Linked DNA regions of Hordeum vulgare: region 1 is linked to region 2. The links are chromatin contacts, called in public Hi-C maps. All regions are on one chromosome and are shown on one strand. Each heading gives the region's core, a stretch centred on a gene start, on an enhancer-like site or on the middle of the called end of the contact. The rest is flanking DNA. Distances are from core to core; before and after follow the strand shown.

What was found. Hi-C and Micro-C count contacts between places; a contact is called where the count stands out from the background.
Region 1: a contact with region 2 is called in a Hi-C map of seedling, with 2.1 times the contacts expected there. The contact joins the promoter of LOC123449668 here to the enhancer-like site in region 2. A contact is called at or near these places in 2 of 6 Hi-C or Micro-C datasets (leaf and seedling).

Annotation. Positions count from the first base shown.
Region 1 is chr4H:575,733,667-575,736,366 of MorexV3_pseudomolecules_assembly, reverse strand. It overlaps LOC123449668 (alcohol dehydrogenase-like 7), which reads left to right and starts at 1,366. Exons shown (of 10, transcript XM_045126958.1): 1 at 1,366-1,496; 2 at 1,573-1,709; 3 at 1,930-1,976. The coding sequence starts at 1,460.
Region 2 is chr4H:575,643,275-575,645,974 of MorexV3_pseudomolecules_assembly, reverse strand. No RefSeq gene overlaps it. Among protein-coding and RNA genes, the nearest start is that of LOC123449666, 21 kb to the right of the region's middle. Within about 2 kb of position 1,409, at least 3 of the 3 cell types and tissues checked have open chromatin away from gene starts, as enhancers often do. A contact at or near this core is called in leaf and seedling, where this site is marked.

The DNA of each region.
Region 1 (2,700 bases), core at 117-2,616, 90 kb before region 2:
GCAAGTTCCCGACGTTCCCGTCGCCATCGTCTTCCTCCCGTCCGCCTCAGCAGCAGGTGAGCGTACCCGTGCACCAGGCGAGATGGCACTGGGAGCACCGCGTCTCCCTCCCTTACCCCGATGTCACGCTGCTGCACGACTCACATTTGGATCCGGAGAGGATCTGAGTGCCAGCCAGGCCGAAGTTAAGGAGGAGGAGTGATGTGCTGCCCAGCAAGCGCCAGTGCAACCTCCACGGACGACGTCGCCTCCGCCTGGGAGACGACCTTCCCTTGGGCTGGGCTGGTGCTGACGCTCGTCGACCTCACCGACCCCGCGATGACGACAAGGACGTTTAGGACAGCGCGCCTCCTCGTTTTTAGTTTAGTTTATTTTATGTTTAATGTAATGCACACTATCGCCCACATTAAATATTTAATTAATTGTTCCTATATTTTTAAAATGTTTATTTATGTTTTTTTCATTGCTTAAAAATAGGTCATGACCGCGTTAGGCGCAAGAGCTGATACAATTACAAAAGTGGATACGAATGTAAGCCGAACCGATCCAAACGAATAAAATGCAGACGTAGCACGCGTTCATTTGGATCGGACGCGTTGGAGTTGCTCTTACCGTATCCTGACCACTTTCACTGTTATGAACAGGCGAAGAATGCAAACCCGTCCATCCGTCCAAATATGAACAGGGCGCTATCCATCCTGCCGGCCTCCCTCGTCAGCTCCCTTCATTGGCGCGCCAAGCACATAGCCGACCTCGCACGATGTCCTGGTGCGGCGTGTCCGTCGAGCGATGCAGCAGTCACGGGATGCGGCAGAGGCCCTCGCGACGACGGATGTTGGAGAGGTGGAATCACACTCTTCGGCGTCCCGTAGGGTGTAGCAGTGCGCTCGACGCAACCGCGTTGTGGTGGACGTTGGCTCCTGTGAAAAAGGATCCGTCATCGACCTCACATTGATTGGCACCGTTCAGGTTACGGGCTCCGACGAGGAAGAGTAGGACATCAGAGACGGCAAGAGCTCGATTCCCGTGAGCCGGCTAGTGTCTCATGTCACACTCTACCTCGTCAACAAGCGGACCGACACTATAAAAAGCGCAACCAACCATTGAACATGGACACGACGAAGCCGGACGAGGTCCGCTTAGTATTAGGTTTACGTTGCATGTAACAATGTGAATTTAAGATTTCTAATTGTATCCAGACGTAGAATATAATATTTCAAACGTAACCGGTCAGTGTGTGCGAACCATCCGCGTCCATGGTTGTTGAGTGATCAGATTTGCTCTTACCGTATGCAGACCACTTTCACTGATATGAACGGGAGAAGAATGCAGGTCCATCCGTCCATATATAAACAGAGCGCTATCCATCCTGCCGGCCTCCCTCGCCAGCTCCCTTCCAACACTCCAAACCAGGCAAGCAGACACCCCATCAGCAGCATCCTCTTCTCTCGTCTCGCCGATGGAGGACAAGCACCCCAAGCCCATCCGCTGCAAAGGTACGCGGCCAAGATCTCCGAGCTTTTCCTTGTCATGCATGGGCGTGGCTAACCGTGCTTCCACGGCGGCGAGCAGCGGCCGTGTGCAGGGCCGCCGGCGAGCCGCTCGCCGTGGAGGAGGTGGTCGTGGACCCGCCCAAGGCCCACGAGCTCCGGCTCAAGATCGTCTGCACCTCGCTCTGCCACAGCGACGTGACCTTCTGGCGCATGAAGGTACGCGCCCCCCTCCATCCATCCATCCATGATCCCCGCTCCGCCGCGTGCGTGCGTCCGCCATTGCCGGGCCGTGGAGAGCCGCACAGCCAGGCGGCTCACGCGCCGCAGAGGACCACCGCCGACGACGCGAGCTCAGATTCGCCACACGCGTGGGAGCAGAGCAGGGCGGCCATGCCGCCATTTATGACCCGTGTCGGCTACTGTCCGTGCGTTGCAGGACTTCCCCGGCGTCTTCCCCAGGATTTTCGGCCACGAAGCGTTCGGGTGAGTGCTCCCTTCTCCATCCCTGTCTGTCAGTCCGTGGAATTGTAGCAGTACCGCGCACGCACGCTCTTTGAAAACTCCGCGCGTGACTTGTGTATGGGCTTCCGTCGTTGATCTTACTACAAGTCAAGTCTGCCGGACGCATCATGCGTTTCGACCCATATCGGCATATATGCACCATTCACGTCCCTGTTCTTTGTTGGTATGTACAATGCCCGGCACTGTTTGATAGGAACAGACGAGAAAGCTGCTGCTGCTTCCGGTGTACATATCTTCTTTTCATTGTAATAAGAAACGTGTGGGTGTCATCTAATTGTCAACTAACTAATTAATAGGAAAATGCTATGTGACCAAGAAATAGCAGGTGGATCCATAGAGCATGGTTAATAATACAGCCAATGCCCGGCTCTAAAGATTTGTGATGTCCAATCTAATAGCTAACATTATAATAGTAAGTTTTTAATATGTACTGCTTCCTCCGTTCTTCAATAGATGTTTTTAGAGATTTCACTAAAAACTATATATGAATGTATATAGATATACTTTAGACATCAGATTCGCTTATTTTGCTTTGCATGTGGTCCAATAATGAAATCGCTAAAAAAACTTATATTTAAGAATGGAGTGGGTACTTTATAAAAAATTGTCCCATCTTATAATCTCATAAACTGCCTTCGGTATCGTACTGCAGTTGGCTACTAACACAACCCTCTTCTCTTTTCTC
Region 2 (2,700 bases), core at 160-2,659:
GATCAAGCGCACAACCAATCGCCACCGCCACCACCGTCGGGAGCTCCCTCTCGCGTCGCCGTCAAGAGCTCCCTCTCGCGCCGCCAGTCCAAGATCCCTCTTGGTCAGAGCTCCGCCCACCTCAATCCCGCCATCTGAGCTCCCTCTTTCGCCATTGGTCGGAGCTCCATGCGCGTACTTTGCAGAAGCTAAATTGGAGGGGGTGGGGGGTGGCGCCATGGTGCACTGGTGGTGTAGGAGTTCGCCCATATCGCATACAACCTGCCAAACAACATCTCACATTGGCCTGCCCAACACCATGCACACAACCAAACATATATCCCAATTTATTTTTGCATCATCTTAGCCAGGCTAGACTCAGCTAGGATGGTGGATACGATGCAGCGTGAGACTTCCTATTCCCCGACCTACGTTGATGTGGGTCACATGAACATAAAAACTCCTATTCCCCAGCGAATGAGGGGAATACTGAGGAAACACGCACCTCATGTTCCCCGCGCATTTTTGGACCAGCCATATGCGTGGCTGGGAGGCTCTGATTTTTTTTGTTCTTTTTATATACATACTTCTTGTGAAAATACTTGAAATTTAAACATAAATCTGTTTTCAAAAAATGTTCAAACTTTTAAAGATGAACACCAGTTTCATTTTCTTTTCCAAATTTGAAAAAATATAAACATATAAATTTCAAAGAATGATAATGAATTTCAATATCGTTCCTAGATTTCAGAAATTGTTCATGTAGATAAAAACTGTTCACAAATTTGAAAATATTTTAAATTTCTAAAATTCCTCACGTATTTAAAAAAAAATCACAAATCGTTCATTGACTTAAAAAATGTCCATGTATGTGAAAAATATTCCGATTTAAAAAAATGTTCTTCACTCTTAAAATTGTTACCTTATTGCAGAAAATATTCATGAATAATTTTAAAAATGTTCATGAACAATTTAAAAAATATTATTGTACTTGACATCTTGGAACATATCTCAAATTCATGGTTTCACAAAATGTTGACAAATGAATTAAAAAAATCAAAAACATGGTAAAAGTTAAAAAAAAAGGACAGAAAAAGAAATGGAATGTACCAGGGAAAAGAAGAAATAATTTTGGTAAAAATAAAAAAGGCCAGAAAAAGAAATGAAAGAATTAAGACAAAAAGAACCAGTCATGGGCAGATTTAGGGCTTGTTCAAATGTACTCCAGCTTCACGCTTCCAAAACTTCATGATTGAATTTGTCCCGAACAGTTTTAGCCAGAAAAGCTAAATTCGCGAAGCTGCTCATTCCCTATGAGTAAAAAGGAGAAGCCAGGCCGGCCCAGCTTCACCGAAACGTGAAGCGTGGTGTTGGCTCAAATTACCGTGAGCTGCCACCACCAAGTTGATAGCTCCTATGCATCGCTGCCGGTGTCCGTTAACGATCCGGCGCGTGCAGCACTGGTAGCATGAGCCAGCCCATTGGAGTGCTGCCCAGTTTTTCTTGGACTTTTTTGTTACAAAAATAAAAATATAAAATCAAGAAAGGTTTATAGATTTACATAAAAAAGGTTCATCCATTTGAGAAAAAAGTTCATATCTTTAAACAAGGTTCATCAATTTTGAAAAACGTTCATCAATTTGAAAACAAAGTTCATCCAATTTAGGAAAAGTTCATTAATTTTTTAAAAATTTCAATAAACTTTTAAAACATTCAAAAAAAATAGTGAAATTTATGTTTTTTTTAAAAAGTTCACTGAACTAAAAAAAAGTTCATAAATCTTAAAAACGGTATCATCCATTTTCAAAAAGTGGTTCATTAAAATTCAAAAAAATTCATCGATATTCAAAAAAGTTCATCGATCTTAAATCATATTCTCTGAAATTTAAAAAATGTTCATCAATATTCAAATAAGATCATACTTTTTTTTAAAGTCAAACGGCACCTAGATGGGCCGTCCATTTACAAACGTCACATGCGCCAGTTAACAAAAATGTACGTTAACTGACTCTTGTGGCGCCAAATAAGAAATGCCCACCAAGTGTACCGCTTTGTTTCCTCCCTCGAAGAGAAACAACATCTTTCAAATCCTCGCTTAATCCGGTACCCCTTCCTAATTGGGTTGTATCCAGCTGGCCCAATATACGCCTGAGAGGCCACGGCCCTCCCTACTGGGCTGCAGCTATGGAAGAAGTTGCCGTTGTCCCGAACGCTCGTGGGATCGCTCGAATGCTCATGATAGGCCACAGACCTCCCAACTAGGCTGCAACTATGGGAGAAGATGTCGATGTCCCGAATGTTCCTGGAACGTCCTTAGAGCATCTTCAACAGAAACGCAGCAGCGCGAAATAAAGTAGAAGCGACCGCGCAAGGAAACCACATATATGTATTCATAAGTTCGACTCAGCCTTGAGCAGCTGTGAATCCTACCTTGAGAACACCCGGTCCGCCAGGCGCACGGCCTCCTAGGTACCCTCACCATATTGTTCCATCGGTAGTTTATCTGCACCAGGGTTGATGCTGAAGCGAATGCGTCGTCTTGGCTCGCTTGATGAGGTCTTGAGGGAGAAGTTGATCTTGCGTTGGGTTGCCTTGAAGTGCTTGGAAATGATATGATCACGTGGTGAGGCATGCACGGTGAGCCCGTGTGATGAGGTCGCACGATGAGGCCGGAGCGACGAACGAGCAATGCGACAGGGGCGTAGTTGATTTATCTGCATA